Linked DNA regions of Mus musculus: regions 1 and 3 are each linked to region 2. A link is a contact called in public Hi-C and promoter capture Hi-C data. All regions are on one chromosome and are shown on one strand. The core of a region is the stretch at or near the end of the contact, and the rest is flanking DNA. Distances in the headings are between cores, read along the strand shown.

What was found. Promoter capture Hi-C pulls out the DNA fragments that hold promoters and counts their contacts. A called contact is a pair of places that touch in the nucleus more often than the background predicts.
Region 1: a promoter capture Hi-C map of liver shows a contact between it and region 2. The contact joins the enhancer-like site here to the promoter of Adamtsl1 in region 2. A contact is called at or near these places in 2 of 39 promoter capture datasets (cranial neural crest and liver), 2 of 484 Hi-C or Micro-C datasets (both in liver) and 3 of 115 datasets of contacts at active chromatin or transcription factors (astrocytes, embryonic stem cells and fibro-adipogenic progenitors).
Region 3: a Hi-C map of uterus shows a contact between it and region 2, with 2.5 times the contacts expected there. The contact joins the enhancer-like site here to the promoter of Adamtsl1 in region 2. A contact is called at or near these places in 1 of 39 promoter capture datasets (liver), 4 of 484 Hi-C or Micro-C datasets (nephron progenitors and uterus), 7 of 115 datasets of contacts at active chromatin or transcription factors (embryonic limb bud, embryonic stem cells and neural tube) and 1 of 9 other capture datasets (embryonic stem cells).

What each region holds. Positions count from the first base shown.
Region 1 is chr4:86,433,845-86,437,613 of GRCm38.p6, forward strand. The region is part of intron 2 of Gm33730 (a long non-coding RNA gene); the gene reads right to left. Among named protein-coding and RNA genes, the nearest start is that of Gm33730, 5.2 kb to the right of the region's middle. Within about 2 kb of position 1,942, at least 8 of the 459 cell types and tissues checked have an H3K27ac peak or open chromatin away from gene starts, as enhancers often do. A contact at or near this core is called in liver, where this site is marked.
Region 2 is chr4:86,052,296-86,056,686 of GRCm38.p6, forward strand. It overlaps Adamtsl1 (ADAMTS-like 1), which reads left to right and starts at 1,680. Exons shown (of 29, transcript NM_001368621.1): 1 at 1,680-1,825. The coding sequence starts at 1,763.
Region 3 is chr4:86,334,572-86,338,858 of GRCm38.p6, forward strand. It overlaps Adamtsl1 (ADAMTS-like 1), which reads left to right. Exons shown (of 29, transcript NM_001368621.1): 17 at 2,267-2,446. Among named protein-coding and RNA genes, the nearest start is that of Gm33730, 100 kb to the right of the region's middle. Within about 2 kb of position 2,845, at least 11 of the 459 cell types and tissues checked have an H3K27ac peak or open chromatin away from gene starts, as enhancers often do. A contact at or near this core is called in uterus, where this site is marked.

The sequences.
Region 1 (3,769 bases), core at 692-3,191, 380 kb after region 2:
AAAAAAAAAAAAAACAAAAAAACAAAAAAACAAAAAAAACAGATCAAAGCATTTAGCCAAGTCAGACCCATGAAAAGTCCCAACAAGCACTGAGAACTATTTCCCAGAGCAAATGTTATCTTAGAACCTCAGTGTAAAGCCTACTCTGAAGTCAACACACCCAACTGCACGCATCACTACTGTTTCCTCCGAAGTTACCATAAAACATGGGAATGTACTCAAAAGCAAATATACAAGGACAGAATGAGTTAAAATAAGGGACATCTTACATTTTTCACTATAGCTCATCTCTTCATGCTGCAAATAAGATGGAAGGGAATAATCCAACTTAATTATTCTCAGCTAATTCCAGACACGTTGTGTCTCAGTAATCTATGGGGTTCCCTAAAATAGTCAAAGTCTTCCACAAGAGAAAATAAAATGATTGTGTAGAGAGAAGGATAGCACTGTTAAGAACAATAAAAAAATAAAAGAAAAGAATTTAATAAGCTAGCCTGTAAACAGCTAACTTAGAAAGCAAAACAAACACTTTCATCTCTCTCGTACCTCATTCAGTGAGCTAGCTGAGCTAAACACTTGATGATTCAGACTCAGTATACATTGGGTTAAAGCAGAGAAGGCGATCTGTCCAAGTCACACACTGCAAATTAGGAGATGACCATTGTTGATACGGCCTTGAAATAAACAGTAAGAAATCAAATATAATAAGAATTTGACCAAACTTGACCCAAAATATTCCTTTGCTCCCTTACCCACCCTCCTGTTCACTTGGGGATGATCTAATAGGTCAAGTCTTAGTCAACATGTCATAAAATTTGTCACAAACTGTTGTTCTTCGCTTCTTCCTCATAGCACCCCAAGGTTTTCAGTTTCTTTGTCAATAACACTACACTGAAGGCAGATATTGGAAACCAATTTTTTGCTAAAAAGAGCTGGGTTGTTACCCTGCTTGTCAACCAGAAGTTTATAGTATTACTCAGATGGCTTCTGTGAGACACCTGGTCCCAATCAACCGCACAATGTCACGCCTCTGATAAGACAATATACAGCTGTCACTCACTCCTGTGTTTTCAAAGGGCAAAATTCATCTCCAACCAAGCATTTCCCAGGCTACTCCTAATGATATGGTTTATATATGTGTAAACAAAAGTTAAATGTGCAGTTTTATGTGAGTTAGAAAAGGCAGACAATGGGGAATGGTTCTCTTGCTGAACGTAAATAATATTTGTTTAAACAGAGTGCGTAAAGCCTCTGAGAGTGCGCAGTCAGCATTCAGACCAGAGAGTATGCTGGGAAATCACCTCCTCCTCTGGGACTTCATGTTATCCAGGGTTGACCTTTCTACAAATCCCATGAAAGATAGTAGACAAGCTGTGAATGACTTTGTTACCAGGTAAGGAACTCCACACAATGTTTAATGATCAAGGTCAAGAGGTGTGCCATGCCTTGCTTTCTACCCCTCAGTCCCACTACAGTTATTTTTTAGGGAACAGTTGAAAGGTCAATAAATGGCTTAGCTGAGGCCAGTGAAGGAAGATAAAGTTGTTCCATCATCCGTATACATCCTGTCCTGTGGCTATAGATCAGTGGGCTATAATGCAAGGGCATATGGCAGAAGTCAGCTCCAAGGATTCCCACCCTGAATTTTTCCACTTACACAGGCTCCTCCTTGCTGGAATGGAAAGATACTCACCTAAAAGCAAGACCCCATAACCAACTCTTCCATTCATTTGCACAGCAAGGGTCTGCTTTGCCCCTGTTGCAGCAGGCATGGAAGACAACCAATCCAGCCTTCTCCTGTACCAGAGATTCTCACTCTTTTCTCTGCCTGATGGAGTCTCTATGCTTCTCACCCATTTCCTCTTTCCTGACTCCCCAGCCCCTTGTCCCATCACACATGCTTATCATTGCTTTTGACCTTTTTTATTAAAGCCATGAACTCTGGACCCACACACTAGAGTTGAGCATGCAATTCCTGGGTTTAGAGAGCACCCAGTCCACCTGGCACGACACAACCCACAAAAATGCTAATCCATCCTATTACCGTTCTGGCACAAATACACTAAGGTTCTAGTTGCTGTGGCTAGGATGTGCCCCTTTAAACTTCAGGAGCCGCTGTGGGGAGGGTCCTAAGAGGTGGCACTTTCTAAGAGGTAATCATGACAGATCCTCCCCAATGACTGGGGACAGGAATGGCAGTCTGAAAAAGGAGCTTGACGGACTGAATCGAATCGCTTTTTGCCCTTCCAAGCTTTTGCCATATATGAATACAATGTTCTTTACAAGGATACAACACTCAAAGTGCCATCTTGGAAGACAAAAGCAGCTCCCAGAGAGTACTGGCAACTTAGCCTTGACCTTCCTAACCTCTGGAACCATAAGAAAAAAAAAGGAGAAAATAAAAAAAAAATTACATATATATATATATATACATATGTGTGTATGTATATAATATATATATTATATATATTACTCATTCTGCTGCATTTTTACAATAGAAATGGACTAAGTTTTTACCCAGGGAATCTAGCAGCACTGTGATCAAAATCTAGCTACAGCGGGTTTGGGTTCTCTGAGCCCAACTCTTGTTTGCTTGACCTGGCCAGTTAAGGTTTCACCTGTTGTCACCATGGGAACACTGACCTTAGAGCCCCTTGTGTTGACAATAGGACTTACTCAAATACAAGGACCAGGTTGTTCCATGGCATTGGGTTGGGCTGATTAACATTTGTGCTTACTCTAGCATTTGACCTTGTGGTCACACACCACTGCTGATGGTCAGACCATGCAAGCAGAGACACAGCACCTCAGCCTCTTGCCCACTTTTACCCAAACGACTTACACTTTCTCGTCTGTAAAAAATTAATTAATTAATTAATTAAAATTACTTCAATGCACAAAGAAATGTCCTCAAGGATGGTGCAGGTTATACCCACCCTGCTTTAACCCATCTGTAATTCCTACTGCCAAAGAGCAAGTCTCTTTACAAAGGTATCTTTTCCTCCATTCCCTGTTCTTCCCTCCCTCCACTGCCCACAACTACTTACTGGATTCGTGACTAAAGGATAAAATTAGGTCTGACATCTGGCTTAACTCTTACTCTGTTTCTTGAAGCACCCAACACAACCTAAGTTGCTTACCCACCCCTGGTGCCTAAAGAACCTTTTCTCCTACAGAGCTGGGGGTGGAGGGAAAACAGAAAACACAGCTTCCGAACTTCACGGGAGTACGTGGTGGCTCCTTATGGCCTAGAGAAAAGGACGTATACAGAAGCACAAAGCCTCGTTCTGCAGAAGCACCCTAGGCTGCCCAGCATTCAAATGTCCCTCCTCCATCCTCCCTAATCTCAATGGATAGCTACGGTGACCCTGAAATTATTCTCTGGTCAGCAACACCAATGGCCGGCCTTTGACACATGTCCAGAATGTAACACTACTCTCATGACTCCCTCACTTCTAACCCATAAGGGTGAGCCTGCATTATGCCCCAATAAACATGCTTGCCACCCAGCCCTGACTCAGCCAGGCCACCTACTGCCACCTCAATTACTCTGAATGACCACGAGGCATTTGAAGTGTACTTCAAAATATGTACTTTGTGAAGGAATGAATAGATAGGTAGATGGAGGACAGAGGAAGGAGAGATGGGAGGAGGGAAATAGGAAGAGAGGGAGAGAAGGAAGGGGCAGAAGGAAAAAAAGAAGGAAGGGAGGAAGGAAAAAAGGAAGGAAGGAAGGAAGGAAGGAAGGAAGGAAGGAAGGAAGGAAAAA
Region 2 (4,391 bases), core at 430-2,929:
TGCCCCAGTAAAGGGGAAAGCCAGGGCCAAGAAGTGGGAGTGGATGGGTAGGAGAGCAGGGTGGGGGAGGGTATAGGGAACTACTTTTGGGATAGCATTTGAAATGTAAATAAAGAAAATATCTAAGAAAAAAAGAAAAAAAAAACCCTCCTCTCAGATCGATACACCACATGGAAGGAATAACCAAAGCTGAACAACCTGCTTTTCTCCACCTCTTTGCAAAGCCTCAGGCAGGTGTGTATATGGCAGACCTGCCTGGATTCGCACGCCTATTACAGTGAGGTAGTTTTTTTAATAATGAGAGGGAAGAACATGCATTCTAAGTGCCCTCTGCCTTCTCTGGGTATTTCTGGGCTGACAGATCTGCAAGGAAACTCTTCTCCTGTGGAAATGGGGCTTTGCTCACTGCTTTATTCTTTATCCGAAATGGTGTTCCTGGACTGATAAGGAGGAAAGACAACCTTATTGGATACTTAACACTTGTTTAATATATTAATAAAAACCCTCCTGGCCCGTTCAGGCTTTGCTTGATTTGAGTGAAACAGGCTCCCAATCTTCGGGCCTTTTCCCGTAGCCATGCGGACACTCTGGAGCCCATTAGTACTTCCTACAGCTGGATTGCACCTCAGAGGTCAACCTGCCTGGCCCTATTTCCACTGCGAAGAGGAAAGAGGTGGTACCCCACTCAAAATTTTGTTGTTTTGTCATAGCAGCTCTGAGAAAGCCTGAGTCAGGTGTCCGATGAAGAATGTTTGGGGTTAAGTGAGGGTTAAATCAGCCTTTCTTTCCTGTCATGGGTTAAATCAGATAATTAAAAGCTGTCAAGGTGTCAAAACCCAGCACTTGTTTCACAACAAATTTCAACATCCTCATCCTGGAGTCTTTGTCAAGGGCTTCTTTTAAACTAGGGGCTCTAAATGAGTCTTATTGTACCTTTAAACTTGTAAGTATTGGATGTTTCAAATTGTCAATCCACAAAGAAAGGTTTTGCCAGCCCTTTATTTTTAAACCAAGACCCCAATACAGAAAATAACTAAAGCCGTTGTTAGGTTTAGTTAGGACCTTTCCAAACCATCTATAGTATTCTTTTCCAAACTCAAAGGGGAAAATAAAAAGGCACTTTATAGAAGAGGAAGAGAACGCTAGCACCGAATACACTTAAAGGGCACATTCAGTCCCGACTAGGGCTTGGTCCCTTTATAGCATATGTTCTATATTGACGGGGATTAAGTTTCTCTCCTGAATGGAACAATACACCGTCACAGGGAGCTACTGTACTTTCCAGAGCAACAGACACCAGCCTAGGCAAATGGCAAACAGAATCGCGTCTCACAGAGCACTAACCAGGTTTGTTCAGAGCGCAGCCCTGCTTCCTCTTTGAGCTTTGCGCTTCTGCCAGTGCACATCTATCTCTCCTCTTCTCGGGCTCAGCTCCTTGCTCCCCTGCCTTTCAGTCCCTTTCTCTCTTTTCTGCTCACACTGTTCACTTTCTCTGCGCACCCCCCCCCCAACCGCTTTGTTATTCAGCATGTCTGATTAGCAGGAGTCTGATTGGCTGGCTGCCTGCTCTAGAGAGATTCCATTCAGCTTACCCCCCACCCATCCACCCACCCACCCTCGCTCAGGAAATGTGAGCGGGGCTGATGGAAGCTGATAGGCAGGGCTGGAGTGTGAGCCCCAGCACTGGATGTGACAGCAGCGGGCAGAGGAGCACTTAGCAGCTTATTCAGTGTCCGATTCGGATTCCGGCAAAGATCCAAGTATGGAATGCTGCCGTCGGGCAGCTCCTGGCACACCGCTGCTCGTTCTGGCTTTCCTACTCCTGGTAAATGCCTTTTCATTTCAATACGTTACTATTGCCACTTGGTCTGGGTGCTGCTGGAGGGTGTGTGTGTGTGTGTGTGTGTGTGTGTGTGTGTGTACTTCTGTCTGTCTGTGTATGATCTTCCAACTCCAGGTAAAAGAATTTTCATGGCTTACAAAGTACACCTCAACTCTTTGAGAACTTTAACCCCAACTTTCCCAGCAAAATCAAATATAAAAGACTTTTTAGAGTTAGTGAATGATACTGATATTGAGACTTGAAATTCAGGGTATTCTTCTGCAGATATTATGTGCTGAAAACTATATAAATAACTGTGTTAGCATGGGATCCTGAGGACAGATGTCCTGAGATCAAACTCACTATGGTGATTTTGGGGTTTCTGAAGGCTAGGCGGTGAGGAGCTTGCTTGGTTCTTGTTTCCCCAGTGCCTGTGTGAATTATTTTCCTCCATACATAAAGACTCTTGAACCAGGTGAAAAAGGAAGGAACGAGAGCCCTGTTTACAATCAAACCAGAGTATAACCCATAATTACTATACACATTTATGGATTCAAGTTAATGCTAATGTTTATGAATTGAAGATTAAAGTCTTTGATCTCAGATCTACTTCTGAAGGCAAATAGAGATCCCTGGACTCCTTGTCCTGCTGATTTCCAGCCCCAGCGATAAGGCTCTTCTCTTGAACATCAGCACACATTGCATTTTTGACTCGAAGTAAATGTTCCATTGTGACTCATACTTGGTTTTATGGGCAGAAAATGAACATATACTGTCCAAAAAATCTACACTCAAAATATTAATAGCAATGCACATTTCTTTTAAACCAGAGTGTTCTGGGCAAGCAGTTTAGTAAACCTCATCTGAAAGTTTGATTCCAAAATGTGCACACTCTGATTGCAAAGAAACGTGACTCTAGCTCTTCCTGTCACAATTATGACACACCAGAACTACTTCAGAAGGAAGAGAAAGAGAAGACGAAGGTAAAAGTGTAACCGTTGTATAAGACACATTGTTTTGTTGATGGGGAAAGGTTAGTTTGTTCTGCTTTGATTCTGACAAATTGGATGGACATTGGAATTTTGATGAAGAGAAGGGAACCATTTGTTACAAATTGGAAAACTCCGGGAGGATCAGTGGGGTATAGTGACCAGACACCAAGGAGCTATTTCTTACAATGTCATATTGTAATCAGCTGCATCACTGTCACTTTAAATGGGGACCACTACTTTGCAATTAGAAATAGTTTCAGCTTGCATGAACATTTAAACAGCAAGTAAAGGGTTAGGAAGAGTAGAGTAGATGTTGGTTTCACACAGGACTGAAATGAACGGTGTGTGAGGTGCCCTTTACGGCTGTGGAGCAAGCAGTTCGAGAGAGCTGTCTCATTTTTTCCATATGGGATCTGTGACTTGCATAGATCATTAATTCGTCTCATCTTTCCTTCTTTGTGATTGTTTTTAAAGTGTATGTTATTCTCCATTAAATGGCATCATAAAGCAAATTACTAGTTCACATTACTAGCCATGTTTCTCTCATGTGGAAATATGATTAAACAACACTCTCATTCAGCAGCCAATTGATTTCTATTCATTTGGTAAATGCATTACACTCCCTTTTCATATCTTGAATATTCATATAGGTAACTGAGCAATTAAGTAGACTCACCTTGAAAAAAGTGTCAATTTCAAAAGGATTTAATATATGTCTGAATTACAATGCTTATATGATGGAATTAGAATGAAATCTCACACCCAGGTTTGTTTTATGCATATGTTTAAGTGATTACAAGTTTGAAGGCTATGCTAGAAAGAAAAGAACTATAATGGCTGTCATACGGAGTGTGTCTGGAAGTGTCAAACACTAGATTAGTTGCTTGTAAAGCATTCTAGTGGCTCCTCACAATAGCCGTGTGAATCAGATCATTTTAAGCCCATTTACAAATGAGAAATATGTGCTTTGTTTATGTGTACTTTATACTGTGGATAGCAAGTGCTCAAGAATTAAGGACATATTCTTAATTGGAGATGTATAAGTTTTATAGATCATTAAGGCCTTTAAAGATGTGTGTAGTATGACAGGCACTCATTGTGCTTTGTCATTAAATGCTTGTTTAGCTTTGCAGCCAAAATGAATTGCTGGTTTAAGAAAAAGCGAACTTTAGCCTGACCTGTAGTTGACTTAGAACCAGAAGTGTGACATCATCAGCTCAACTTTCAGTCTTGATCCAGAAACTGAATTTGAGGATTTGTTATTTCTACCGTTCTTTCACCTACTACAAGAGTCTTGTCTAGTATTAGAATTAAGGGCGCGTATCCTGTATGGTAGCAAGCTCAGTTGTTGCCTGATCAAAATAGCCTTCATCTCATTGACAGCTAAATAATCTGTTTCTGAAGTTGGTTCTTCAATTATACAAATAAGGAATGTTTGGAGCCTTAATTGTTGTCAACAGCTCTTTCCTCCTAGAACAATCTTCCTGGGAGAACGAGGCTTCTGCGATATTTGTGTCAATTGAGCTTACTGTCCATTCTTTATTGTACAGTAACCATGCCACCAAAGACATTTGTGC
Region 3 (4,287 bases), core at 1,595-4,094, 280 kb after region 2:
GTGTAGGAGAGAAACAATTCTATACACTTTCCCTCTGATTTCTACATATGTACCATGATATGCATACCTGTACACACACACACACATACACACACACATGCACACGCATGCATGCAAACACACATGCACGTTAATAAGTATATAAAAAAGTACTTTTTTAAAGTTTCTAGAATTAATAGATTTCCTGAAGGTTGTTTTACTGTCCAGTGACTGACAAGCCCATTGGATTGGCTTGATTCTTTTTCTTCCTTCTTTCCTTCTTTCCTTCCTGCCTTCCTTCCTTCCTTTTTTCCTTCCTTCCTTCCTTCCTCCCTCCCTCCCTTCCTTCCTTCCTTCTCTCCTTCCTTCCTTCCTTCCTCCCTCCCTTCCTTCCTTCTTTCCTTCCTTCTTTCTTTCCTTCCTTCCTTCCTTCTTTCCTTCCTTCCTTTTTTTCTTCCTTCCTTCTTTCCTTTTTTCCTTCCTTCTTTCCTTCTTTCCTTCTTTCCTTCCTTCCTTCCTTCTTTCCTTCTTTCCTTCATTCCTTCCTTCCTGTCTGTCTGTCTTTCTGTCTTTTATTTTATTTTTTTTTTATTGTATGAGTGTTTTGCCTGCAAGTTTGTCTGACTATCTGCATACAATACTTACCTGGGATTAGGTAACCTAGGATACCTGTGAACTGCCATGTAGGCACTAGGAATCAAACCCTAGGTCCTCTGTAAAAAAAGCCAATGTCCTTAAGTCCTGAGCCATCTCTGCAATCCCTTGACTTGGGCAACAGTATGAATTAGTTTATCACCTTTCTATATAGTAGTCTTATAAGGCTGGAACCAGGTTTAGATAGTCAATGGCTTTCCTGACAGGACTCAGGCCGGATTCCTCTGATTAATAACTAAAGTCCTGCAGTTCCTGCCCCTGGCTATCTGAGCAGTTGATTGAGGTGAGAGCAGGGGTACAATTCAGCCCTAATATCTTACTGGCTACCTAATAAGACCACCACCAAGGAGGGTGACATCTAGCCTGTTGGAGCTACTTTCCTTCAATGCAAACTCTCAGCTTTTGGACCTAGATTAAATGTCTCAAACAACCAGGGCAGCAAGTGAATAACTAGAGACTGTTCCTAAGAAACCAAAGGACACCCTGAAATGTCTTGGTTGAGCTGCACCAACCTAGCAAAGCCATGGTTTAGCATATAAGAACTAGGGTTCTATCAGAGTGTAGTAACAGAAATCTCAAAATTATAGTGGCTTCAAAGACTAAAGAGTATTTTGCATAAGAAGAGGTAGGCAGGGCTTCTCAGTCAACAATGAAACCTACTCTATCTTTTTCCATATCACTCACACCCCATTTGCATATCGCATGCACCCCATGCCAATTCTTGGCAGCAAGGAGCGGTGTGGGTCTCTCTTTAGCTGAGGTCTTTGAAATCGCATACATCCATCTGTTTATATCCCATTGGCCATCGTTTAGTCCAGTGGCTGTGCTTGCCTTCAAGGGAGCTTGCCAAATATAGCCTATACAGAAAACCGTGTACCATGCTAAAAGCTGAGGGCCCTTAAAAGGGAAGGGACAAATACTTGGAGAAAGCCAACAGTCTGTGCCCCAGGAGGCCTCGTTCCTGCCTTAAGCAGCCAGATTATAACGATTAAGTTCCATGTAAACAAAGTGTTTTACTGCGGTCCCTCTGAAAACCACTGACATGAGGCTATTTTTCTTGCATACCAGATTTCAGCGCCTCTGGCTCCCAGTGCCCTTAGAAATCACCAGTCCAGATGAGTTCTTCAGAAACCTGGTTCCTAAATCTCCCATTGCCCAGTGTGGTTGAGTGAGTGCTTGCTTCCACGTGGGGGGAGAGGAGAGTCCTTTCTCTCTGCAAATTAATTTTTTTCTGATGGTTGATTCTGATGGCAGGAGGTCCCTCTTCCTCATGCTGGAAGCTGCACAGATTATTTTCATTGGATCATAAATATGTTGAACACTTTATTATACTAACCTTTTAAACCAGTTCTCTTTAGTGGCTACAAATCACAGTTCAGGGGCAAATTTCTAAGATTCCAGGGCTCCTGAATTCCTGGATGCTCAAGTTAAATACCTGAGATTACAAGTGGGGAGCTACAAAATCTTTGCTACATAATTCACTGCAAAGACAAGAAGCAAAGCCCTTTGACCTGACTCCTGGTTTGTCAAAAACAAAAACGAAAAAACCACCTCCCTGCTCTTTACTCCACCAAGAATCAGGTCGTGATCAGGATCCTTGCCGGTGCTGACCCTTTTTGCTTTGCTTGCCCAGTGTTCCAGGACCTGTGGAGGAGGGATTCAGAAACGTGATGTTCTCTGCAAGCAGCGTATGGCTGACGGCAGCTTCCTGGAGCTTCCAGAGACCTTCTGTTCTGCCTCCAAACCAACCTCCCACCAAGGGTGCAAGAAAGATGACTGCCCCAGTGAGTGGCTTCTCTCAGAGTGGTCAGAGGTAGGTATGCTTCTCTTCTCAGGGTGAGAGAACGCATAGGACAGAAATCATCCCACACAATAGAAAAGAGACCAAAAAGCTCTCCTGACAGTGTGGAATGGCATATTGTAATGCCATCAGTCTATATGGTAGGATGCATAATATCTAGGCTATGGGCTGATTTTATTATGGGGACCTAGGCTATGCAGCCAGCCCTTACCTAACAGTTGAACATCAGAAACCTGTGATTATAAATGGGAACTCCCTCAGACAACCCCAAAACCCAGAGTTCTTCGCGTCTTTCTGCACCTAGCCCCTTCTCCCAACAGTCATGCTCCCACGTCCTACTCCCAGCTCTTTCCAGTCTCTGCTCAGGAAGGGCAAGGCCTCCCTGGTTCTTCTCTTCCAAGTTTCTGGACAATAAAGGATGTGATTTATTAGGAAAAGAAGGCCAAGGAAATCCTGCCTCTTTACTGTTAGTTTCCTGACTCTAAAACTTGAACAACTTCCCAGCAAGAGAACTTGATTTCCCCATTGCTGTGTACTTGGGGAAAGTGGTGGCTCAGCGCTCTCAGCTCCAGATGGTGCCTGGAGTTAGGGATCCCAAACTTAACCTCCAGCTAACCTGCTTCTCCGAGTAATTCTTGTTTTGACACTGGCATGAATCCATTTACATCCAGAGTTAAAAAGTCACCCGGACTGCTTTCAGCTCCAGGATTCTCTTTGAGTTGCCTTTAACTACCCAGCTTCAAAGACCTGAGTGTCTTCCACAGAGAAGTCTAAAAATCATTGCTGTACAAGCAAACTCAGCAACTGGCAGAAAGACTGGTACATCCCAATCATATCCAAGACCCTTCTCTTTCTTGCCTTGGCTTTTTAGTGTATAACATGCAACTCAGTTTGGAACTGCTGGTGGTTTAAATGTGTGTCACAGGAACACTCTCTTCCAGACAGAAAAGGAAGCCTGAGGAAATAAAGATGCCTGACTTCTAAGCACGGAACTCTTGCTTTGTACATTACCAGGCTGTTGAGAGTCCATCTGATAGTGCCTGCTGTGGGAAGTGGGGCTGTACAAGAACCTAAACTACCATCATAATCTATTAGTAAACTTACCTCTGGCTGTGTCTCACCCCAGATGTTTCAGGATAAAAAGGAGAATGGTTATTTGGGCATTCCAGAAACAGTTTGTATTTCAGCAGAATACAAGAATGGAGGGGAAGAGAAAAATGTGTACATATTTAAAGGTGTGTGTACACAGACATGCTGGCTGGTGGTTTTTAGTTGACCAAACTAAAACAGCCATGTTTTAAAGCTGTCCGACCCCTTGCCCCTTGGATGCTTGGATCTGGTACTGTCATTAATGGTCAAACAGATGTCAAATAGAATCTGGAGTCCCTAATCAGCAGGCAACACAGAAGAACAACAGAAAACTGTTGATTTGGGAGGCATTATTACTTAATATAATAAATCATATTAAGAAATGCCTACACAGAAAAGAGCCCTGGTGTATGTGCCAAGCAACAACATCCTGGCCAAGTGTCGATTGGGTGATGGGCTATCATGGATGGGCAATGGAGAGAAGACTATATATGTCTAATAATTGCCACCCCTCCATCCTCTGACATTTGTGGCCTTTGGAGGATATTGAACACAGAACAGTCATTAAAAAGTGATTTAAAAGAAGGACCCTTCTGGTTTAAGCACCAAAGGAAGGAACCCACTGAACCAGATCATATTAAGCCAAGTAGACCATTAGAACAGGATCTTATAGAGCTAAGAGTTCAGACACAATGACAAGCAAACCTGGCTCTAAACTCTCACTCCCTTAGCAACTATACAGCATGAAGCTCATTGCTTCATCT